2 separate regions of the Hordeum vulgare genome follow, and region 1 is linked to region 2. The links are chromatin contacts, called in public Hi-C maps. All regions are on one chromosome and are shown on one strand. Each heading gives the region's core, a stretch centred on a gene start, on an enhancer-like site or on the middle of the called end of the contact. The rest is flanking DNA. Distances are from core to core; before and after follow the strand shown. Region 1 holds the start of LOC123401926 (alpha-1,3-arabinosyltransferase XAT3-like). Region 2 holds the start of LOC123402522 (nucleobase-ascorbate transporter 6-like).

The links. A called contact is a pair of places that touch in the nucleus more often than the background predicts.
Region 1: a contact with region 2 is called in a Hi-C map of leaf, with 4 times the contacts expected there. The contact joins the promoter of LOC123401926 here to the promoter of LOC123402522 in region 2. A contact is called at or near these places in 2 of 6 Hi-C or Micro-C datasets (leaf and seedling) and 1 of 1 datasets of contacts at active chromatin or transcription factors (embryo).

Annotation. Positions count from the first base shown.
Region 1 is chr6H:509,142,890-509,150,365 of MorexV3_pseudomolecules_assembly, reverse strand. LOC123401926 (alpha-1,3-arabinosyltransferase XAT3-like) reads left to right here and starts at 6,048. Exons shown (of 3, transcript XM_045095792.1): 1 at 6,048-6,289; 2 at 6,395-6,502; 3 at 6,696-7,476. The coding sequence starts at 6,166.
Region 2 is chr6H:508,966,543-508,973,791 of MorexV3_pseudomolecules_assembly, reverse strand. It overlaps LOC123402522 (nucleobase-ascorbate transporter 6-like), which reads right to left and starts at 5,121. Exons shown (of 14, transcript XM_045096442.1): 1 at 4,639-5,121; 2 at 2,868-2,965; 3 at 2,608-2,784; 4 at 2,417-2,517; 5 at 2,216-2,291; 6 at 2,080-2,139; 7 at 1,784-1,968; 8 at 1,590-1,686; 9 at 1,407-1,493; 10 at 1,251-1,309; 11 at 1,045-1,136. The coding sequence starts at 4,759.

The sequences.
Region 1 (7,476 bases), core at 4,799-7,298, 180 kb before region 2:
CACGAGGTCTTGAAAATCTTGTCTTAACCGGTCTTGGTTATTTAATCAACCTCCCATCACTCGTGTTATGCACTCAACAGAAATCCCGTCTACTCAAGCATAGCAATATGAAGTTTGTCGTCCCGGGGCCAAGTATCGGGGTTGTTGTGTGCCTACCACATGATACTACAACCTATACTAAAATTTCCAAGTACCTAAGCAGCATGCAATTGGGCAAAGAAAGGTGAAACTACCATGCATCGGAAAACATAGGAGATAGTATGATCAAAATGACTTGCCTTGATGATAGTTGTCTTGATCGAGCGCTTCTAAGTAACAAGCTTCACACTCCGGGTGATCTACCGATACAAACAAAATACACACCATAAGCACTACAATCAATCAACAAGTAAAAATAACATCACAAGTAATAAGTAGCTATGGCCTAAGTGAAAGAATTCACTACACGTCACTAAGGCAGAAACTTGTTTCTGTTAAAACCCCAAGTAAAAATATTTAAAAAAATTTGAAACTTATACCACAGTAAGATATAATCACTAGGAAGTAGCAGCAAAAAGAATCAAATCAAAATCATTTTTTAAACTCCTGGAATAAGCAAAACAAGGTTTAAACTAATCTGATCTAATTCAAATTTTCAAATTTCAAACATAAACAAATTTTATGTTTTTAAAAATTACAGAAAGTTTGTGATCTACTGGGAAAAGAATCAACCTCATTGGATCTCTAGATCAAACGTTATAGGGGAAATAAGATTACAACTTTCTGTGTTTTTGAATTAAACAGAAAAAAAGATTTATTACTAATCGGGCAGGGGTACATGTGGCAGTCTCTGTTTGGCTGCGGGGTGTTTGCTGCGAGGGAATACTAACACACGGCCGCAATCTAATGAAAACTACTCGGCTCAATTTAAGTGACAGAAAAACCGATCCGGTTTTTTTTGTAAGACCCGAAGGGGTATGCACATCTAATCCTATGCGTCTGTTTTAATCCAACGGTCAAAAGGGGGGGGTGGAGACTTACAGAGAGTTGGCCGGCTAGGGGCTACTCCGGCGAGGTCCGAGGCGGCGCTAGCGAGAGGAGGAGCTCCGGTGGTCTCCGGCGTGGTCTGAGGAGTTGAGGAGATGACGGCGGTCCTCCTCGGGCGGTTGGTGGCGGTGGGGAGGCAGCTCGGGGCGGGGAGAGAGCAGCAGGGTGCCAGGGGCCTCGGAGCGAGGCTCGGCTCTAGCGAGCTTGGGCCGAGGGCGGCGGGGGCTTGGGCAGGGGCGGCGGCTAGGGGAACGGGGCAAGGTGGCGGTGGGGGAATTTATAGGGGGGGGCTAGGGGGCTCGGGCGGGGCAGGAGCAGCAGATCGGGGCAATCCGGGCGAGCTCGGTTCGGCTGACCATGGAAGGAAAGTTACGGGAGAAGGAAAGAAGGAAGGAAGAAGAAGAGGGAAGGAAAGAAGAAAAAAAAAAAGAAAAGGAAAAAAAAGAAAAGGGGAGAAGGGGGGTGGTGCTGCGGGTGGGGCTGGCGCGGGGCGGGGCCTAGGGGCAGCGGGTGGGGGTAGAGGGGCGCTGGGTGCAGGCGGATGGGCTCGCCGATGTGGATCCAGATCGGATCCGGCTGGGCTGGGATTCAGCCCGATTGCGCTATAAAGCGCTCAGGCGCCTTCCTTTAAAAAAAACATTCCTGTTTTAGCTTTTTTTTTTATAAAACAGAAACTAAAAGGAAAAAAAGGAAACAAATAAAATAATTAATATAGGGTATTATATACCAAAATGATCAGAAAAATATCCTCTACTCGATTAACATTTTTCCAAGGCAAAAATAAAAACTAAAAAAAATGTTTTTCAGGAAAAAAAATCCCTTATGCTATTTTTCTTTTTGCAATTATTTTCACAATAAAACTTTCGCTTTCTTGGCTCAAAATATTTCAGAAATGCCTCACATTTTGGAGGGTCATTTTCCTCCGCTCTCTCTTGCGTGGAAGAGATTATTTCCCGGCATTTCTCGTGTGAAGAAAAAATAGAAATGCAAAAGCAAAAGTCGAAAGAATTCGAATGCAAACTTTATTTAAATCAATATGCATAGATGCTTAGCTACAATGTAAAACATTCCAAATTAGGGAATTTGGGATGTTACATGATGCATATAGATATAATCATTGCATAGATATCATCACGACTTTGTGCGGTTCTATCAATTGCTCGACAGTAATTTGTTCACCCACCGTCTACTTGCTTTCATGAGAGAAGCCACTAGTAAACACTACGGACCCCGGGTCTATTCACATCCATCGTTTACACCTCCGCTTTTACTTTGCTTTGTTACTTTGTTGCTTTCAGTTCTCACTTGGCAAACAGTCTATAAGGGATTGACAACCGCTTCATAGCGTTGGGTGCAAGCTTTTGTGTTTGTGCAGGATCTTGAGATACTCCTCCGCCAGATTGATACCTTGGTTCTCAAACTGAGGGAAATACTTACCGTCGCTGTGCTACATCACCCTTTTCGCTTCGAGGGAACACCAACGCAAGGCTCCAAGGCCACGGGAGAAATCCTTTGCATACTTGCCTAGGAAGTCCCTTAAGGCGTAGCCGCAGCTGAAGGATTCCTGGTGCCGTCGACACAACTATTTCTGGCGCCGTTGCAAGGGATACACAGCAAACATCAGCGGCCACCCTAGGAAAACCCTGGCCCTAGAGCCTAGGGGCGGCGGCCACCCTAGGGAAACCCTGGCCCTTGGCCGCATGGGCCTTGGGGAGGTGGGGCGCACAACCCACCTAGGTCTGGTGCACCACCCCTTTCAACCCATGGGCCCCTTGGGGGTAGGTGGACCTCCCCGGTGGACCCCGGAACCCCTTCTCGCATTTCGGACAAAAACCGTCAAGTCCCAAAACTATTTCGAAACCCCAATACCAACTTCCAATATATGAATCTTTACCTCCAGAACATTTCGGAGCTCCTCATCACGTCTGGGATCTCATCTAGGATTCCGAACAACATTCGGTCACTAACATACATATTCCAGTAATACTATATCATCATCAAACGTTAAGTCTGCGGACCCTATGGGTTCGAGAATCATGTAGACATGACCGAGAGATCTCTCCGGTCAGTAACCAATAGCTGGACCTGGATGCGCATATTGATTCCTACATATCCCACAAAGATATTTATCGGTTAAACCATGATGTCAAGGATTCAGTCAACCCCGTATGCAGTTCCCTTTGTCCATCGGTACGTTACTTCCCGAGGTTCGATTGTCGGTATCTCCATACCTAGTTCAATCTTATTACTAGCAAGTCTCTTTACTTGTTCTGTAATAAAAGATCCCGTGACTAACTCCTTAGTCACATTGCTTGCAAGTTTCTTGTGATGTTGTACTATCGAGAGGGCCCAGAGATATATCTCTGTCATACGGAGTGACAAATCGATTCTTAATCAATGCCAACCCAACAGGTACCCTTGGAGATGCCTATAGAGTACCTTTATGATCACCCAGTTACGAAGTGGCGTTTGATATACACAAGACATTTCTCCGGTGTCACGGAGTTGCATGATTTCATGGTCTTAGGAACATATTCTTGACATGAAGAAAGAAGTAGCAATAAACTAAGTGATACGATCAAATGATATGCTTATGGTTGGGTCTTGTCCATCACATCATTCTCCTAATGATGTGATGCTGTTATAAAATGACGGCTCATGTCTATGGTTAGGAAACCTTAACCATCTTTGATCAACGAGTTAGCCTGGTAGAGGCTTACTAGGGAAACGGTGTTGTTTATATATCCACACGTGTATTTAAGTTTCCGGTCAATACAATTCTAGCATGGATAATGAACGATTATCATGAACAAGAAAATATGATAATAACCACTTTATTATTGCCTTTAGGGCATATTTCCAATAAGTATCATAAGAGAGATCAAGACTCGTGCATATGATTTTCACGAGGTCATGCTTTTCCATGAAGGTAGATGTTCGAACCCAGAATCCCATAATCTTTTTTGTTATGCTTTAATTTTGAGTGATGGTCTCCATTATTGGTCCCATTTATTGCATGATTTTTCTTTATACGAGTAAACATGTTGAGAAATTCTAAACAAAGTGTGTTGTTGTACGAAAACAAAATATTCTATTCTAATCAGTTTGACACCAGAAACCCATTTCTTGGTTCTGTTCCACCAAATTCCAATTTGATTAGATCTAAGTTTTCCAACTGAACACAAGTACACACTAATTGTATCAACGAAGAAAAGAAGACGAGGGATGACTTGTAGAACGAGTTATCCATGTCCCTCGACCCGAGGATTTACATTATACCCCTTTAGATTTATAGGCTATTTTAGCTTATCGTATTTTTAATCTCACAACAGACTAATACAAAGGTCATCACCAAGAAAACCATTAGAAATACTTAATAAAAATGAGATAAAATATGATTTTACATTACAAAATGTTTGTGCCTTTTATGCATGTGCAAAGTTGCATCAAGAAATGACATATTTCGTGCTCTGGGAGAAAAGAACAAATAGGAACCAATGCTTTGGAAGAGAATTTTGGATGTTATACCCTCTAGACTTTGATTTGTATGCACACACAAACCGACTCATATCCCATATGAATAAACAACATATAGCTATGGTTATCTTTTTTTCCTCAACAAAAAGATAGATGACGGTGGTTAAGTTGAACCATGGTTCCGCGAAGATTCAAAATACATCGCGAGGGAATCAACAAGTCACATGCTTTGTTCATCTTGGTAGCACATGTTGTTATAGTACTCCCTCCGTCCGAAAATACTTGTCTTAGAGATGAATGTATCTAGACTTATTTTAGTTATAGATACATCCATTATATTCATTTTTGGAACAAGTATTTTCAGACGGAGGGAGTATTAATTACCATGATTATTGAATCTGTACATTGATGTCTAATACATGCTTTAGAATATCATGATGAACAGTTAATGTCTGCCACTTATACAATGTTGTTTAATCTTTTCTTTGGAATGTCATGATGAAGAATTAATGTCTACCACTAATAAGGCCTATATTGTTTTTTTTTGGAGCTGACTAATAAGGCCTATATGCCACCTATCATCATCCATTGTTGTTATTAGCATTATAAGTACTACTCCCTCCATCCCATGATACAGTGCACATTTTTTTGATGAAAATCAATCTTCATAAATTTTGACTAAGTTTATCTAGAAATTTATTTACATCTATGATGCCATATAACTACAATTCTTTAATGATGGATCTAATTCTATTGATTTGTTATTTTAGATGTTGATGAGTTCTTTTTTCTATATTATCAGTCAAAGTCTGTAAAGTTTGACTTCCAAAAAGATTATACTTTATTAGGACGGGGGGAGTATGATATCACATTAATGAATGAATTTGTGTTAGGATCCAATATCTTGATGGCGCTATCTTTTATCTATAAGCTTGGCCAGAATTTATAAAGTTTGACTTATGACAAAACTAACATGCACAAGTAAAACAGAGCAATTTGGTAGCGCCGTGGTTGATCTAGCTGCCTTGTTTTTTACAGTTAATAACAGCGATGCTGTTGATTCGCCTGCGTTTTCAGAAGTGCTTGCTTCAGCCTCCGGAGAGTTCGGGGGTTGTCTACTCCAAAACTACCGTACTTTTTAACAGCAAGCTTGGATTTCTGCCATCAGCCTTTTAACAGTGCGCCATCCGCCTCGAAGTGAGCAAACTCCGGAGCCAACGGACGACAGCGACGGCGCTGAGCAGCAGTTACTGTCGGAACCGAGCCTGGAGATCGACGGAGCCCCGGGGCCGGTCACCGACGGCGGCAGCTGCGAGCTCGATCTGCTGCTGGAGTCACTTTCTCCCAAGTCTCCCCTGCCCTGCCCTCTCGCTTTGGCTTGCCAGAGTAGCTCGCCTCCACGTCTACCGCCTCGCGTCACCCATCGCGTCGCGTGTCCGCTAGCTCGTCTCTGTCCACGCGGTCAACACCGCTACCGATTCAACCAGGGTGAGAAACGAAGCCCGTTCAACGACAGAACCAGTTAGTTCTGCCGCCAGGCGCCACCACCACCCCGCCGGTATAAGACTCCACGCCCCCCCTCGAGAACCATTCCTGATACACAGACGGACAAAGATTTCCGGTAGCCGCACCCAGAGAGAGAGAGAGAGAGAGAGGCAGGCCATGAAGTCCACCAGGAACCTGGCGAGAGGCGACGGGCGGCGGCTGGGGAATGCCTCGCTCATCGCCTTCATGCTCGCGTCCCTCGTCGTGCTCTCCGTCATCCGGGCCAGGATCTCCCCCATGGGTACGTACACGCCCTCTTGCTTGCCGCGCTGACTGATTCTTGTGTGTTCTTGGGTCTGAACGAGGGTGGATTTATAATCTTTCTTTGCGTGCGTGCGTGCTGCAGAGAAGGCAGGGGAGGCCATCAAAGCAGAGGAGCGGCAGGGGATGAGGAAGGTGAGCGTCAAGATGGAGGTCGCCCATGAAGCCGTACTCCCAACCGCGGATTCAACTGGTATGTTACGTTGCTTCCTTCCTGTGATGAACTTGTTCGTTCTTGGGGATGGTTTCCATTTCCGTTCGGAACTGGGTGGTACGGGAGGGAATTTTGATGTGGCTGCCCGTGTGGGAAGTGAATTCATGGGTGTCGACTGGTGTCTGTGTGGATCGGGCCAGATCTGACGTTGAGCTGACTTTGCAATTTGCAGCCAAGGAGGAGGAGGACGAGGAGGAGGAAGAAGAAGAAGTTCGGCCCAAACCCGCCGACACCTCGTCCGGGGGTGTCGTGCCCGTGCCCGTGCCCGTGCCCGTGCCCGTGAGCACAAGCACAAGCACCACGCCCGTGCCCGTTGCCGCCGTGGGCCTCCCGGGCAAGCCGGTGTGCTACGAGTCGGGCCGGCGGTCGGACACGTGCGAGGCCGCCGGCGACGTGCGCGTGCAGGGCCGCAGCCAGACCATCCAGGTCCGCCCGCTGGACCGGGAATGGAAGGTGAAGCCGTACTGCCGGAAGCAGGACGCCTACGCGCTGTCGCACGTCAAGGAGTGGACCCTCCGGCCGCTCTCCTCCAGCGGCCCGGTGCCGCATTGCACGGTCAACAGCTCAGCGACCGCCTTCGTGCTCTCCACCGGCGGGTTCACGGGCAACCTGTTCCACGACTACACGGACGTGCTCGTCCCGGCGTTCATCACGGCGCGCCGGTTCGGCGGCGAGGTCCAGTTCCTGGTGAGCAGCTTCAAGTCGTGGTGGACCAACCGGTACCTGGAGATCTTCCAGCAGCTGAGCAAGTACGAGGTGATCGACATCGACAACGACGACGAGGTCCGGTGCTACGGTGGCGTGGTGGTCGGGCCAACGTTCCACAAGGAGCTGGGCGTGGACGCGTCCAAGACGCCGGCAGGGTACTCGATGGTGGACTTCCGCGCGATGCTGCGGGGCGCGTTCGGGCTGTCGCGCGCGGCGGCCGAGCCGAGCGGCGACCGGTGGGACAT
Region 2 (7,249 bases), core at 3,872-6,371:
CAAGAATGCAAATATATGTATTCAGAAATAGTCATGATACAAGAGCAATTTAATCTACTTTTTGTAGAATCGAATATATCAGTAATTTGGTATTATTCTACATTCACTTTATTTAACATCTACTATTAGACCATATTCCAATCTTATTACCGAATCACAGTTGAATCGACTTACCACTGCATTCCTATCATCCAGGTGTACAGACACATTTGGACTTCTAAATAAATGAGAGGAACCAAGGACAATGCACAGATGCCCATTGTAAGACTAAAGTAATATATTTTTCTAGTAACATATGAATTAAGATAGACATTTCCACAGAACACAACAAAGCAGGTAGGGTCACACAACCTACCAACTTCTTGTTGATTCATAAAAATCCTCCGAAAAATAGGAATAAATTATCCCTATAAATAGGTTAACTTATATTGTACATTAGAAAAGTGAAGCACGCATCCTTTTTGTTCAAAAAAGTAAAGACAAGAAGCACAGTTATCTTTTTTCCTAGATTGGTCCCTAAACACATCAGCACTGCCAATGTCCAGTGGTTCCACTAAATGACGGTTAAGAAAAACAAGAACTTCAAGATTCCATCAACTTTAACCAAAATAATCTAGTATGCAGGGTTACTGTAATTTCAACACTCCAGAAAAAATATTTTTCCAGACATCATGTGCGAGTCAACATGAAATTTCAAAGGAGAGAAGATCAGAATACAAACCAATGTTCTAACCCATGCAGTTTTCAAGTTATACCTCGCCTTGAGAGATCAAAAGATGGTAGCAGAAAACTCAAGATATAGAAGGCCCCATCTATGTACTAGTATTATCGAAACAGTGACACAACACACTAAACAACCTCTCCCATGCAGTCACTCGTAGACAGAGTCATGCACCCTCAAACATAAGCAGCAATTGGAGGGCTTTAGCAGATATTCCAATTTTTAAGTACTAAATAAATTACATATACAAAATCTGCTTAAAAATGGTGCCTATAATGACTACAAAATCATCAAAATACCAGATTCGTAGGACACAAACTTACCAAGGATAGAGAAGAATATCATAAAACCAGCTGATATCTGCACTACTCTTCGGCTACCAACACGCGTCAAGGCCAACAACCCAGCATTTTCACTGCAAAGAAGCATAAAGGTTGCACCGCATTGATACGAATGGCAGAAGTTGCATCAAAATGAAAATAAGGTGCATTCCTTGCAGAGGTAGAAGTATAAATTATATGATGCTTACATTGATACAGAAGATCCATTTCCAGTTCCAAACAGGCCATCCAAAAGAATACCAACGCCCTGTACCAAGAAGAGTTACATACGCATCGAGTGAGTTCAACGTTGAAGGTTGATCTAGTCAAGCTTGGGATGTGGCGGATGCAAATTTAACACCTACCTGCCAGCCAACACCACGGCTAAGTACAGAGGGTGGGAGAGGTGTGGCGCTTGCAAATCTTGAAACAGCAATGAAGGAACCAGTGGACTACAAATATAGAAGTTAGGAGATTGATTATTACCAGCCTCAAGGGAGTACAAATAGAGGGTGGAAAACTTGATACTCCAAAGAGAGGGGCCAAACCTCCACAAGAGCAACAAATGATGCAGCCATCATTGCAAATGCTTCGCCGGCATCAAAAGTGGGAGCACCCCACTGAAAAGGATATGGCACTCTTATCCTGTCATTGTAGTACAAGAAGCGGAGGCATTTGTGTTACTAAACAGCAAGGTTGGTACAAATGGAAGAAGCGTATCTTCAAAAATTCATAATAATACCAGGGAGCACCACCAATTAGTCCAGAGCGGTCAGTGCGGCAATGAAATTGGGTCTTTGGTGATACATTCCTGTAAGCTCCTCCAACCGTCAGAAGATATGCATAGAGCCACACTATGGGAATAGTGAAGAGAACAGCAAAACGGTCGAAGATCGACTTCATCATGTGGATGGTATGCGGCAGGTACTGCAAAAAATGAAAGGGTGAGGGGTGGGGCATAAAAATGCAGCTGGAGCACAAAGTTATGCTGCATAACAAAAGGTTAAAAATATTGAGTGCATAGGAATTGAGTCGAACCATGGCGAATATCACCAAAAGGATTAGTTCAGGCAGACCAATCTCAACACATTTAGCAACCTGTATATTTGTTGTTCAAACATAAGTATGTATGATTAAACAAGTATCGAGTAGAAACACAATGCTCAGATCTTACCGATGGAAAACCCAGCTCATACAGTCCAAAGCCAACTAACGCTATCAAAGGAGCAGCTGACAGTGGACTGAGATATCTGAAACAAAAATCAGTATATTCGTGAGATTGAAAGCTACTCCTGCTAGAACACTTCTTGCTTCAGTGCATATGGAACAGCAATTTAGTTGAGAAATAACAATTATGCGGTGTTCATCTTCCTACCTTGCAACATTGCGCCAAAGGCCACTGAAGCCAACTATGATCTGTAGTGCAGAAGCAACGATCAAAGCACCTTGCGTTCCACGCATGATTTTGAGGAATTTCTTCAAAAATAAAATCCAGGTGATTCATTAGTCTATATTTAGGAAAAGATTACTGGGAAGCAGGTAGAATTATCAGCCTTTTCAACATACAGTGTGCGGGTCTGGTTCGTTCGTGTAGCGCCCTGCGAGTATGATCGAAATGGTAGGCAGAACAAAGGTGTATGATCCACCAATCACCGCAGGCAATCGGGTACCAAAGAAACTCTGTAGAAGGGTGTTGATTCCAGCCACAAACAGCAATGTCTGGATAACAACTGCCTTGTCCTCCTAGCAAAGTTGAAACACCATTAGTCATCAATCAACAGATTCAGTCCAAAGCAACACCACTTGGTAATCTAGTGTAGCCTTACATTGTTCCCTCCCATCTGTGGAACAAGTGCAGTAGGTATGATAACAGTAGTTCCAAGCATGACCAGATAATGCTGAAAGCCAAGAAGAATGGCCTCCGCTGCATTATGTAAGATTTCATAATCAAATTTCAGAACCAAGTCATATAAGTTACACAGAATATAGTGGAAGTGTATAGATAAACTATTTCAATAGTTAAATTTTCCTGCTTTCTGTAGACATACTTCGCAAGGCAGGCTAGCAAAAAGATAAGAAGCAAAACATATTTTGTTGATCAAACTTTGAAGAAATGCATACAAAAATATAACTGCCGATATGACCACATCATCCAGTTTGAACAAGGACTTCTTGTTCATCATTTTTCCATGCAGAGTTCAACCTTACAACTCTCCCATGTAATGAGCAAGAGTTCAAGACATAAAAGGACTGTCATTAACACCCCCCCCCCCCCGGTCCTGATGCGTACAGAACTAAGTTCAGGAAGGGCGCGCATTAAATGCATAAAGAAGATTAGGATATAACAAAATAATGTGACTCTTTATTTGCAGTGTCAGCTTTACATGTTTATTTGACTCGGTTCAGACTCAGACACAGACAAGTGACTCATAACCAAACAAGAATTCGATCTTCTACAAAATGGATCATACTTATTACCGGCAGTACTATTTGTACTGAAGCGCCCGTACACAGAGCAAGCCGGTACATCCCTGCATTAACTTAAACAAAGCTGCTTGGAAACAAGCTACTACTATCTATCTAAAACAAACAAAGAATGTCTGATAACGCAGAAGGCAGAAAATGGAAATGAAAACGCCCTGCCAAGTATCTGGAGCATGAATGCAGCTGAGTGTGACAACGATGGGTGGACACGGACCTCCGGTTTGGAACCACCTACCGACACGGTCAGTGCCTAGGAATTCACTGGAACCACAGCACGGAACACGCCAAGTAAACATAGAAGAAGATAGTAGATCGGCAACAATATACTTATATAGTAACCGGAAAGAACGCCCGGTGCACGCGGTAAAGCAGAAACGAGTCAACGCGTGAGTTCATATGAAACCTTGGCTCATTTGTACTACCACCGTACAAAATCACAAATATAGCACCAGATTCCCGAAAACTCGTGAGAATAGAAGCCAGAATCAAAGGTAGATTGAGAAACCAGACCGCGACTTGAACATCAAAGGTGGGAACAACACCAAGAAAATCCATCGAAAAAACCCCACCCATCCGACAATCATGCAAATTCCTTGTCTGTTGAATGTCGAGTAGCATCAAGCCATCAATCAACACGGGTCAAAGCTTTGCAGCGTCAGCTATTATTATCGGATACAGATAAACTATGCAGAGGATATTCAACGCGGAACCTCATTAAAGCGCATTAATAAACTACTTGCAGGGGGAACAAAACGGAAAAGGCAGCCCGCTTTTTATTTTGGAGGAATATCCGAGTGAGAAACCGGGGAGGAAAGCTCGGGCGGGCAGGCGGGCAGGCAGATCTGGCGGCGGTTCCTCGCCGCGCAACAAGCCCGAGCGAAAGCGAGGCGCATCTGCGAGCCCCATCCACCAACCACCGAGGCCACGAAACCCACCACCCCCGAAAACGACGGGAGCAACGGCATGACCAGCAAGCAAGCAAGCAGCCCGTCCGTCGCCATCGCGACCGGGAAAACCCAGCCCCGCGAAGAGAAACCCCGAAACGGACGCCCGGAAAACCGCCGGTGATACGAGAGGAAGGGAGGGAGGAAGGGAGCGGAGCGGAGCACTCACGCCACGGAGGAGGGCTGGTGATGCAGTAGGAGACCCCGGGCAGCTGGTCCTTGACGGGGTGCGGCGCCATGTCGTCCTGCTTCTGGCCCCCGCCCCCGCCCCCGCCCCCGCCTCCGGCCATCTCTCCCGCGCCCCTCCGCCCCGCCTCAGATCACGCGCGCTCCTCCTCCTCCTCCTCCCGAGACCTCAAACCAGAGCCACAATGCGAGCCCGTGGAGCGGTAGCGGGGCAGTGAGGAGTGGGGGAGTGGCGTAGCGGTACAGCGGCCTCCAGTGGTGGTAGTGGTGGTGGTGGTATGGTATGGTAGTAGTACCACGGCTCCTCCCAAGGAAGGACGCTACCGCTAGCGTGTGGTGCTTGCGCTGCTGGGTGGTGGGTCCGTCGGAAGCGGTCAAAAAAGCGGCTCCAGCACGGCGCGCCGCTGCTGCGGTGCAGAGCGGGGTGGCAGGAGGAAGCGGTTGTTTTGTTCTGCCCCGCGTCGTCACCCTACCCCCTCTCTCTCTCTCTCTGCCTCGGTTTTGCCTTTGGCGTGGGGAGGGAAGGACGAGGGAGGGAGGGAGGGAGCGGTTCACGGCACCGCGCACGCCGGCGCAGCGGTCCAAAACCGCATTTACGCCCCCGCTTGTCCTGCGCGTGCGGCCCCTTGCGCCCCACCGCGAATCTCCCCTGTAGCTACAAGTATCCCACTGTACCAGTACTAGTACGTACGTAGCACTCCTCTTCTCTCTCCCCTGCCCCTGCTCGTGCTCGGCGGAGACGACGCTTCTGCGTGGCTTCTCCGCTTCTCGGATGGGAGTTCCGCATTCGCGGTGAAATCTTTCAGGGAAGCGTATTTTTGGAGTGGTGGTGGATAGATTTGGGCATTCGGTTTTCCGTTCCCGTTTCCTGGCCCGGTTGTTTGTTGCCTGGCTGGATGGCTCTTCGACTCGCCCCGGGTTTCCTGGTCGGCGGCGTGGCTGGGAACGTGGTTCCATCATGGATTGTGCGTGAAGAAAGGGGTTTTCCACCTTGCCCGGCCCAGCACTGCCACGGCAGTGCATGCACTGCACTACAGTGCTTTTCCTTGGGGAGCTGCTATGCAAGACAAGAGGAAAAAGAAGGGTAAAAGCCATGTCGACTGACTGAATTATTGTGCCTGTTTTCGGCAGGAAATGCCTTGTATACATATACATGATGAGGAGGTACTAGTACTACTCGTACTCGTACGAGCCGGATGGACGGGCTCCCTCCTCTTTTCACTTTCCCGTGTCCTGTTCCGCGGGAGATGTGAAAACAGCACGCAGGTGCGTACAGGGATGATGCTTTTGGCGACCTGTACGCGAACGCAAAGCAGCGCCGCCGTACGCACCGCGGCCCCCTATCATTGTGCTCATCCGCCTGCTGCCGCCCTTGCCGGCACCCCCCGTTTACTGCCGCGGCAGCATTTCGTTCGCTTTTTCCTCGCCGGGGCAGCCTCTCTCTCCATCTACGCGATGATTGGATTAGTCACGGACGGGCTCACACGCAGCAGCAATCCAATCCGCAGACAGCCCCACGGCACGGCATGTACATTATTCCCCCATTTATTTATTCCTGAATGAAACACCGTCGTGCGGATCAAATCTAATCTACAGAGACCACCACATGCTGCTGCTGCCGCCTGCTGGCCATCGTCCAACTACAGCTCCACTAGTCCACTATACTTACCGCGAGCAAAGTGCATGTCCTGACCATCCCCCCGTGGTCGTTAACCCAGGGCAGTGTAGTTTATTACCGGTAGTAGCTAACCTGCCTCGAACCGCTGAGGTTTTCCCGGCAAAAAGAGAAGCGCTGGCTGGGTTTTAGCAGGAGCAGTACCACAGGGTGGGCATTGATTAGGGAAAATGCGTGCATGGAGATCCCGGCCGTGCATGCAATGATTCATTTGAAGCGATCAATGAAGGTTGGCAGCAGGTTGGCGTGTGTATGTATGTAGGAGTAGCTCTCTGATGATGACTAGGCAGTGCAGTAGTAGTACTCCTACAGGGGAAGCAAGCAAAATGGGACAAGCGAGGGATACCCGCGACTGTTCAGAACCTGAAGAAGTAAATGCAGCGGAGTGAAGGATGTCACGCCAAAACTCTCTTCTGCGTTCATTGTCGGTCGGCTTGCGTTTACGGAATTGATTACGGAGCGTGATGAACGCGCAAGGTGGTCAAACGTTATTGCTGGGAGTAGGTATTACAGTACTATACTGTGCTGCATGCGTCTTGCACAAAGCCGATTTAAGGGCTGTGCACGCAGCAAAGGTGTCAGGAGTAAAAGCGCGGCTTGGGCTAGAGAGCGCGGGTTCCCCTGTTGCGTTGTGGGGGTGTCGAACGGGAGCCGTCTGATTGGAATTGACGGCGGATCGGCTGAAAGAGTGTGCTTGGTCAGTGCTGGTACCGTAGAGCCGTTCGAGTGGAGCGTACCTGCCCAAACGGGCTGCCCGACACGGCCCGTCAGAATCGTGTTTGGCACGGCACGGTCCGTTTATTGCCGGTCCACATGCTCGGGGTCCAGGCGCAAGCACGGTTCGGAGGCTATACGGGTCGACCCATCGGCACATCAGGCCCGCTGGCTTGTTAGGATTTTAGTATTTTAGACCGTTATT